2 separate regions of the Sus scrofa genome follow, and region 1 is linked to region 2. A link is a contact called in public Hi-C data. All regions are on one chromosome and are shown on one strand. Each heading gives the region's core, a stretch centred on a gene start, on an enhancer-like site or on the middle of the called end of the contact. The rest is flanking DNA. Distances are from core to core; before and after follow the strand shown.

What was found. A called contact is a pair of places that touch in the nucleus more often than the background predicts.
Region 1: a Hi-C map of heart right ventricle shows a contact between it and region 2, with 2.9 times the contacts expected there. The contact joins two enhancer-like sites. A contact is called at or near these places in 1 of 47 Hi-C or Micro-C datasets (heart right ventricle) and 1 of 2 datasets of contacts at active chromatin or transcription factors (skeletal muscle).

Annotation. Positions count from the first base shown.
Region 1 is chr8:77,373,401-77,379,081 of Sscrofa11.1, reverse strand. All of the region lies in intron 7 of FAM160A1 (protein FAM160A1), which reads left to right. Among named protein-coding and RNA genes, the nearest start is that of GATB, 150 kb to the right of the region's middle. Within about 2 kb of position 1,536, at least 3 of the 83 cell types and tissues checked have an H3K27ac peak or open chromatin away from gene starts, as enhancers often do.
Region 2 is chr8:76,635,938-76,641,065 of Sscrofa11.1, reverse strand. The region is part of intron 2 of FBXW7 (F-box/WD repeat-containing protein 7); the gene reads right to left. Among named protein-coding and RNA genes, the nearest start is that of FBXW7, 160 kb to the right of the region's middle. Within about 2 kb of position 3,560, at least 6 of the 83 cell types and tissues checked have an H3K27ac peak or open chromatin away from gene starts, as enhancers often do.

The DNA.
Region 1 (5,681 bases), core at 287-2,786, 740 kb before region 2:
TTTCCCCCTCTCCTTTGGGAATGGCCCCTGAGAAGTGAGTAGCTTTGTGTCCGGTTGTCCTCTGGGTGGGCTGAGGAGAGGGATGTTAAGACGGGGTCCTAGCTGGGAAGGGTGGACTCAGACTGCTCATCCTCGCGTAACCAATGTGTTATAATTTAGTTTCGTCACATACTAATCCCTAAAATGTAGTTGCTCCCTAGAAGAGTTCATTTCACAAACCATTTGTCTTGTGTCTGTCCTGCTTGTTTCTGCCTCAGAGGGGGCAGAATATTGATTTTTATTTCAGCAGTGTAGCAGGGGGTTACTAGGGAGGAAGGTTTCTGGGGATGACTTTAATATAAGCCCTACCTGGTGCCGTAGGGTGGTGTGGGCCCTGGACCACTGGGAAGCTGCGAGGAGGAGATGCCAGGAGGGGGGCCTGGAGGGAGATCAGGGCCCAGACCCCGCAGCCAGCTGATTTGAATTGCTGTACCGAGTCCCTGTCAGGACTGCCCGGGTTCGCGTCGCCTCCACCTTGGTCATTTGCCGTGGGGTGGCCTGTTTCTCTAAATCGCCAGGTCCAGAGAAGAAGGCACTTACCTGAGTCAGTGTAAACCAAATCGGTGTAGAAATTTCAGAGAAGTCCATCTCCCTGTGTACAAAGGGCCTTCTTCGCCATCTGGGTTCTAACGCAGGGAGAAGAAAGGAGCGAGGCAGATGGTGCGCCAAGACGGCCCTTTTGTCATCAGTGACATTGATGCTGGAGAATAGGGTTTGTACCTGTAGCTAAAACTTCCTTGTTCCGAGCCCTGGCATTAGACAGACTCTCCCATGCAGAGAAGGATGTGTACCTCCTGCTGGCAGCCTGGCTTCCAGAAGAAAGGCGAGGGAGAGGGACAGGCTCATCCAGATGACAGACAAGTGACTGCCCCCCGCCCCCAAAAGTTATTGAGGGAGGTGGAGAAAGGCCAGAAGTACTCAAACGTTAGGATGGGAGACATCGGGTCTTTCTATCAGGTTTATGGAATCCAGCCGTACTAAACTCTAGCAAATTTGGAAGTAGTAAATCATATTTTAAAAAAAAATAGGGGCAGTTTAAATGTCTTTCCCACGCCCAAGAACCTACAATGGGCCGCTTTTACCTGCAGAAGATAATCCAGGTTCCTTTGCTTTTTTGGGGGGGTCTTTTTATGTTCTCACCAAAATCTGTGGGCTGCGCCCGCGGCATATGGAGGTTCCCAGGATAGGGGTCAAATCAGAGCTACAGTTGCCAGCCTATACCACAGCTCACGGCAGCGCTGGTCCTTAAGCCACTGAGTGGAGCCAGGGATTGAACCCAAATCCTCATGGGTACTAGTCAGGTTGATTACCACTGAGCTATGAAGGGAACTCCTAATCCTTCACTTGTTTTTGAAGACCAGTCCTAATCTGACCCCCATCCTGCCCACTGATCTTCCTTCCCCCATGACTGTCAAGGGCAAATCTGAAGTCAGAGCTGTGCCCTGTGGTCCTCTGTTCTTATCACCGTGTTCTGGCTGGATTATTCTTCCTGCTTCCTGCCTGCCAAGTCCCAGGACAGTCCCCATAGAATGCCTCGCACTTGAGCACACACTGCTTCCTTTCAGCCCTAACTGCTGCTACGCTTTCTGCTTTCCACCAGGGACCGTGCTGTTTGGCACTTGTCTCATCATGTGAATTTTACCAGCCAGCTGCTGTGAGTGTCATGAAGGGACAGGATGTTTCTTCCTCTTTTTCTGTGTATCCTCAGCTGCTGGTGTATCGTACACATGAAAAGCACTCAGTGAATATGCAGTTGGTTAAATAAATGCATCAAAAGACAGAGGCTAGCATCCTGATCACGACACCAGCACAGAGTGACATGTTGGCTATGCCAGAAGGTAAAATGACCAAGGCAATGAACTGAAATTAGCCCTTGTTTCATGCCATAGACATGGACTCAGAGAATCGCAGATTTGGGGGAAGGGTGAGGATAGATCTAGTTCACCACCACCATTTTACAGCCGAGAAGACGAAGGCTCCTGGTTGGAAAAGAGCAGTGTCTGTGAGCTTGGTATTTGGTATTCTCCAGCATCGGTTTCATCAATAGCAAAAGTGCAGAGGATACGGAATGGAGGATGTGGCCCTTCCTTACAGCTAGCGCCTCCACGGAAGGGTTACGCTTATGTTGGGGACACCTCTGAGGGGTCCACAGTACTTTTCTCTTCCCCGTGGAGCCTCACTGCTTTATGTTCTCACCAAAATCTGTGGAGGACGGCACATCTCATCACTGACCTTCTCTGTTGACTTATGGAAGCATCCCAGGCGAGGTCACACAGCAGGTCAGAGGGCACCGTGCTTTAGCTCTCTGGCAGTCAATATGCTGAAAGATGCCGTGATTTGCCCGGGGTCCCCGATACTAAGGGTTAAAATGCAAGCACTTTGTATTCCCATTGCTGCCCACTTGAAACTACCCCTGATGCCTTTTTCTGTCTGTCTGTCTTTCTGTTTTTTAAGGGCCGCACCCGTGGCATATGAAGATTCCCAGGCTAGGGGTCAAATCAGAGCTGTCATCACCAGCCTACACCACAGCCACAGCCACACAAGATCTGAGCTGCATCTGTGACCTACACCACAGCTCACAGCAACACAGGATCCTTTAACCCACTGAGTGAGGACAGGGATCAAGCCTGTGTTCTCATGGAAGCTAGTCAGATTCATTTCCACTGAGCCACGGTGGGAACTTCCCTTTTTCCTTCTTAAATTATTATCTCCAGACTTGGAGAATTTCAGCTCAGAAAGGAAGCACCTTTTTGATTTTCTCCTCAGCAAAGGGAAAGAACAGCTAACACAAGTACTTCACCATCCCGGGTAACAGGTTAGGAACCAAGCTTGGCACAAGGATAGCCTGGCTTTGCTGAGTGTAGAGGGTGCTGCCTGTTGCCAGTGAGGAACGGAAAGTAGGAGTCGTGACAGGACAGGTCACCGAGCCAGCTCTCCGCTCCGCCTCTGTCCCAGGTGGGTTGTCCCGTGCAGAGTCAATATTTGGCTTAAGCTGCAGAGGCCCCAAGACATCAGTGATTGTATTTACGTATCGTAGAAAAGTGGCAAATAAACTATGAACAATCTTTTGGGTATTTCTACCACTGTTTCTTGCCATTAAATCTTAAGTATTTGGGGGTTTTAATTTACAAATATACTTTAGTGTTGGTTCTTATTTGTAAGCTAACAGAAAATTTAACAGATAAATATCTACATATATTTTACATAGTTTTCAAACACTTGAGTCTTGTCACAATTAGCACTTCAAAACAGAATAAAATAGAAAATGTCAGTGTGTTATATTTAGTAATGGTAAAAATCATATACTATTGTAAAATATTCTTATGATGAGTCATGGTTTTAAAAAGTTTGAAAAAGACCCTTCCTATGTTTTAGAGGATTATCTGGAGAATGGGTTGTGAAATTAGTCTTGACACAATATTTCTGCTTTATCATGGGCTGCAAATGTTCATTGGTGTTCTCTTGGTATAAAACGTATTTGGAATACCCAGTATATGCCAAGGATGCTCTTTAGCAGTTTACTTACCAAGCCAGTCATCTTATTTTCAGAGAAGATGCTGTATCGGTTTGCATAGGGTTTAGCTGTAGATAACAGAAAACTCCCTTTAATAATCTTCCTTTACTCCACACTCCAATTCTATGTATACCTCGCTGGCTGGGACATGTACAGCCATGCCAAGATGCAAAGGAAGAAGGGACGTGTCATCTTTAAGCTATAAAGTTAAGGTTGGAGTTCCCTGGTGGCTCAGTGGGTTAAGAATCTTGCATTGTCACTGCTGTGGCTTGGATCACTGTTGTGCCTCAGGTTTAATCCCTGACCCAGGCACTTCCACATGCCATGGGTGCAGCTACAAATTAAAAAAAAAAAATGAAACTAGTAAAGGTAGGGTCTGTTCCCAAGGAAGAAAGGAAGAGTAGTGGGGGACATTTAGAAGTACCTACCCCAAACCTCCAGCTTTCTTACATGTTAACAAAATTTGGTTTCTATCGATGGGCAGCTGGAAGTCTCTGTAATCGTAGTTCCTGGAGGAGCCCTGGCTGGGCGGGGCTGGGCGTGTGTGGGCTCCATCTGTGAGCAGGTGCACAGGGGAGAGAAAGTGAACATCCTGCCTGACCGTGTGGCCTCACGTGGGGCCGGGTCCACAGGCAGCAAAGGCGCCTTGATCTAATCAACAGGAGCACTTTCTGCTCTAGCAGGGCCACCTTCCAAACTGTGGCCCCTTGCCCTCCTCTCCTGGGGCTGGAGGTGGGGGTAGGGCGCTTTCCCACTTCGCAGACACCTCCTATAGGGACAGGTTTTGGCTCCGAGGTTGGGTCGATCCCAGGTAGCCTAGAGGTAGCCTTAAACATGTGACCTGAGATATACCTGCACCTGTCCCTCTTCCTAGAACAGCTCCTCTCACCTAGATTTGCTACTTTAAAAATTAGAGAAGTTAGTAAGCAGCAAAGATACACTGTACAGCACCAGGAATTATACCTATCAGCTGGTAATAACCCATAATGGAGTCTAATCTGCAAAAACACTGAGTCACTACACCATACACCTGAAATCAGCACAAAATTATGGATCAACTGTACTTTAATAAAAAAGTTACAAAAGTTAGGAGACCAATCTGTATTCACTGTCTACACGCGCGCACACACACACACACACCCACCCCCCGTACATTTTCAGCGTTCAGGCAGGTCCCAGGTCCAGGGAAGCCTCGTCATCTGTGACTGCCCTGTCATACTTCATGTCACGTCTCTCCCATTGCAGGAGAGGGAAATTAGGGCTATAAATGAAGCTTACATTTATTTTTTGATTTGAAACAGAAAATTAGATGTCTTTCTTTTTCAACAAGTGCAGGAGGGCGATAATGCAGTACGGGAGGATTCTGCTCTTAAGCATCGGAAGTATGAGAAGATAGGGAGGGCCCCACCCACTTGTCACAGAGAAATACAAAAAATAACTCACACAAAACCCCATCTTATCTAAGGCGTCCAGGTGCTATTCGTTTTGGAAACTCGCGTGGAGAGGGGAGGGAGAGGCTGGCCTGGAAGATGGTGTAAATCTTTTGTTCCCTCCCTGCACGTCCCTAAGTGATCATTAAAAATTTATCAGCCACAAATGCCCTGCAAGTTGTTCTTCGAGTAGTTGTGAGAAAACCCAAAAGCAAGGAAAAGAGAAGGCAGGTTTGTCGTCTCCTTATTTTACTTCTTGGTATAATTTTCTTTGGCCCTATGCTAAGTTTTTTTAAAAATTGCATATATTTTATATTATTTATTCACTTCCTTGTTGTAAAAGTGACTCAGAGTTACATGGTGTACAAATTAAGAGAGGGGCAATTCCCTTCGTGGTTTAGTGGTTAATGAACCCGACTAGGATCCATGAGGATTCGGATTCGATCCCAGGACTTGCTTGGTTGGTTGAGGATCCGGTGTTGCCGTGAGCTGTGGTGTAGGTCACAGACACACCTTGGATCCCTCATTGCTGTGGCTGTGGTGTAGGCTGGGAACTTCCATATGCCAAAGATGCGGCCCTAAAAGGAAAGAAAAAAGAAAAGAGAAATTAAGAGATATTCACTCAATGGACTCTTCCAGTAAAAGGGAAAGATTACATAATAGCAAAGAACGTTGTAACTTTACACATTTATGCCAGC
Region 2 (5,128 bases), core at 2,311-4,810:
CCAAATAAAAAGTTAATAAATGAGATAGAAACATTAAAGTGAATTTTCTTTCAGCATGCTATTAGTTTTAAGATATTATTTCTCTTATCACTAGAAAAAAATGCTGCCAGATAAGCTAAAAAATTCCATCAAGATTTATTCCTATTTTAGATATGTTTAAAATGTAGAAGAAGAATGTATCGTAGGATTTAGGAAATACACTATTACCATAACTAGGCATTCCAATTTCAGAGAAAAATAAACCAAATTTCCAGTGATTTTATAGACTAAGTTTTTCATACAAATTTTCTCTTCCTTTAAAGGATGATTACTCCTTTTAGAATAAAAAGTTATACAGTCAACTAATATTCTCAAATATTTCTGGTATCAAGAATTACCTATAGGACTTACACACCCTATTAGGACCTTAATACTGAAAACACTTGAAGGTTACTGGTTACAGGCCGGACTGCTATTTCTTTAGTGTTGTTAGTATTAAGTCCAAAGTATCTTTGGATACTTTTAACATAACATTACACATTATTTTAACATAATATTAAATTAGACTACCAAGTACTAATATTATATTAGATAGCAAGGTAAATAAATTTCCTGAAAACATTTCCAGAGCTATAGTTATGACAACTATTTTAAAGAGTTTTTCGGGAGTTCCCGTCGTGGTGCAGTGGTTAACGAATCCGACTAGGAACCATGAGGTTGCGGGTTTGGTCCCTGCCCTTGTTCAGTGGGTTAGCGATCCGGCATTGCCGTGAGCTGTGGTGTAGGTTGCAGACGCGGCTCGGATCCTGCGTTGCTGTGGCTCTGGCGTAGGCTGGCGGCCACAGCTCCGATTAGACCCCTAGCCTGGGAACCTCCATATGTCGCAGGAGCGGCCCAAGAAATAGCAAAAAAAAAAAAAAAAGAGTTTTTCCCAATTTTAAAAATTATTTTCTTGTGCAAACATGAAATAGATTAACATCTGAGAAGGATGGAGGGCAATGACGTGTTTTTCAGTTTCTGATATGTCAAGTTGTTGAAGGGGTATCATCACACATTAGCTCACTACTTGGAAAGAAACAGCCTACAAAATAGAGAAGTCTATATACTTTGTTGTCATTTTATAAAATTTAATTGACAGAAGCTAAACATATCTAAATGTAAAAGATATACGACACTGAATGTTAGATACAAAATATGATTAATTACATATCATACCAAAAGGTTTTTTTAAACCTTTGATTTAAAAAATACATTAAAAAATGTCTATCATTAACATGACCAAGGGAAGTTGGTAAATTAAATAAGAAGGAGCATGTGAATCAATTTAAAGCTCCCTAAAGGAACCAGCTGCAGAGAGGAGGGGAGAAAATGTAATTACGCCAACCCTCTAATATGTCTAGTGGTCAGAGTCAATGAGTTATGCAATAGAAAATTACTGGCAGGCAGTCTAAGACCCAGGCAGTCTAAAACTAAAAGTGTTAATTTTATTTTTTAACTATCTTCCCCCGAATATTCTAATCTGAATTTTATCTTTCAAATGTAGTCCTTGTCTGTTATTATAAATGCAAGGCTATAATTTACCATAATAGTAAAACCTAGAAAAGTCAAACTGAACGGCGACCCTGGGAAGCCCTCAGGGAAAGCCTTTAAGTTTTCTATCAATTTTTCTTACAGAATCTGCTCCTAAGCCTTTTAGGTTTCATGTACTTGTAAAGAAGATAAAGATAGAAAAAAATACATTGTACATATGAAATAATCTACCATACACTGTATTTAAGTTTATTAGAAATATTCAACAGAAAAAAATTATCTTGATTGTTTATACCTTAACCCTTTAATTTAAAAAACCCACACTTCTTTTCCTGAATTTGAAAATTAACTTATACTGGTGTTTTCTTTAGCAAAAATAATGAAATAATAAATTAGTTTATTAATGACTTTAAAACTTTTAGAGGCCTCTGTGTAAAGGCTTAAATCAGAGTGGTGACCTCATTCAGAAGTTAAAATGAAAGTGACCAAGTGAAAGACAAAATAAAAGAAACACTTTGAAAACATAGGAAAGAAGAAAATATGATGGTGATGGAGATATTTATATTCTATTTTCAATGTAGACATCATATTTAAAACTCACTCAAAAAGTTTCTCAACATGGCCACCACCTGTTTGGAATAGTAGAAACAATTCAAAAAGAACGAAGGTACTTAGAAAATATTTTTTTACAAAAGCTATTTAAGTCCCAGCAAATAGAAGATTCTCGTCACTAAAGAGGAAAAATATTTTTTCAGGTGTTATGAGTTAATCTACTCATTTAATAAAATGTTTCCCTTTTAGTAGAGAGAGAAAAAGGGGGGGAGGTAAAAAAGGGAACTAAAATACTAATAGCACTGATATATGTGAGCACTCATTTACTCTCTGACAAGGTTTTTTTTTTTTTTTGGCTTAATGTGTTCAGGATCCTAAACATACTTTAGATCTAAAAATATATCACTCTAGTTAAAAATTCAAAATAGCAATACCAAGTAACTTAGAAAATACAACAGAACTGTTCATATTAAGAGGGTCAAAACTTAGTGGGGAGGAGGAGAATGTCATCCTCAAATACATTCAATCAATCATAACCTGATTATAGATTAGCACAAGTTCTACAAAATGTTTGTTGGTTTAGGATTGTCTATATGTAAAACTGTATCATAACTGCCACATAATAGCACACTGTTTTTCATTTTGTATAACAACAAAAAGTAATGTCTCTGTTAAGTTTGAATTTAAGAAATAGTGATTTAAAAATAATACAGCTTAAAGTGCCAGCTAAACTCGTCCAAAGGGCTAAACGCTGTAATTTCCCATGTATAAGGACAGCACCACCAGCTTTTTGCTTTTCCCACAAAATTAAAGCCGCAAATTTGGGGGTTTAGTATTTGTCAACATACCTCAAAACATAGTTTTTACATTTACCAATTTTAAGGAAGTTTAAAGCGTTGTAATGTCACAGAAAGGTGAAGTGGATAACCTTGGCCTCCCGGGCTGCTCTATCCTATTATCAAGTCTACCGCTTACATACGATGTCACTGGCTACTTAATGCCCTGATAGTTTTACTTATAAACATCCATTGAAATCTGTAGCATTTCTTCACCAAAGAAGGCAAAAGTCATTTATTTAAATAAATATTCCTACTTTTCAAATGTGGGAGACTTACCCGTCTTCGACAAAAGGGGAGGCCTTGGGCAATGATGCTAATGCTAAATATCTTCATCACAGTTTGATGCGGAAGAGGCTCTTTCACATTTTTCAGATCAACAGGAACCAAGCCATGGTTTAGAGTAGCTTTTCCAGGTTTTGACATTTTAAAACTCCTCTGGGCCGATGAACACTCTTTACATGTAATACAGGCACATTACTAAAAACCCTAGCCAGCAAATTAAAATATAACTTTCTAATTAAAAAAAAATAAAAGGCTGAGAACCCAAGGCCTGCTGCTTTTGTCTTTCAACCTTCTCCTACCAAATGTCCTGACCTGTCTGAGGCTTGCTGAAGTGCAAACTATCCTAGAATAGCCAGGAATTATAAACTACTGAAGTGAAAGCTCCTGCTCCTGCCAGTCAAACAGCTGGTGAACCTCCCATACAGAGTCAGTAATGTGAACACAACCAAAGCAGGGCTGTGCTGTAGGGTCCCTTGGAAAACTTCTCCAGGGCCTAACCTAGGTAATTCCCTAGAAAGTGAAAGCATTTACAAAAATCCAAAAGCTAGCCTTGTATTTTTCTCTAACATATCTTATTAAAAAGGCTTCCTCACCCAATATCAGCATTAATATTTTAAGAATGTTTTGAATTGTGCTTCAAATTTATGGACAATGGTTATTCATGCTCAGAAAATAGAGACATGTATTTGCTCTTAGAGACATTCAGAATGAGCACTATATCTTCAAGAATTTGTCTTAAACATGCTCTCTTTTCCTCTTCCATAAGTATCATTCTTTTTTTTTTTTTCGTATAAGTACCATTCTTTATCTCACAGTCCCACTAAATCGACTCTAACTCTCTATAGCTATTAATACACACTTCAGATTAATCTTATCAGGAGACATTTTAGTTGTTTGCAAATTTCAGTTCAATCTCTATAATTCTGAAACACTTAGTGATTCCACTTGAAAGTATAACAGTCATGTGGCTGATTAAATATATTTAAAAACCCAAGTATTTATGAATGTAACCTGTGATGGGAAGGAATTGTAGTAAAATGAGTAATAACTAACCAGCTCATCACAGATCCTTAGGGCCTACTTTCTCTAATATACCACAGTTATTTATGTCTTGCTATGACACACAGTGGGAATGTGTCTACTCAAGGACTTTCAGTGGGTCCCCAGTACTTCAGATAAAGGTTGGAGATGCAGACTCCTCAGAGTGGCCCCAAACATATCTTTACAGCATTATCTCAAACTCCCTAAATTAACTACTTATGCCAGAGTTAATTAATCTTTATGCTACATTTCACATTCAAACCCATGAACTAGGCCATTATGGAGATGATTAAAAAAAAAAAAAAGCCTAGTGTGAGAATTAATAGCCAGTAGTTTTAATAGGTGTGAATTATCCATTCACAATGTTCAGCTACTTTCCTTCCATTCTATTTTCTTCTTCCAGTAGCCAGTCATCTCATTTATCTCTCCTTTCAACTGCTTTTATGGATTTTTATAAGTGGGAATTTAGAATGAGATGGAGAGAAGTAGAAAGGAGACTGTCAGAAATGGGTGATTTCTTTGACTTTGGAAATCTGTCTTATTAAATACAAAGTGGGCTGCTAGAATCCACACACAACAAACACCCCTAGTCCTGCCATGTTGCTACTTTCTTTAAAGTACATCTTTCTCTGACATCACAACTTAAAATGTAATTAAAAATGCAAAATCATTAGCAAAAGTGACATTTTTAGGTCAAGAAAATAAACAACTAAATTCCTCCAAAGAAGATATATAAATGAGCAATAAGCCCACATAAAGATGGTCATTATCACTAGTCATTAGACAATGCAGATCAAGAACAGAACCATTCTGTACACCCATTAATATAGGTTTTCTTTAAACGTCCACAGAAAAACAAGTGTTGGCAAGGATGTGGAGAAACTGGAACCCTTGTGCACTGCTGG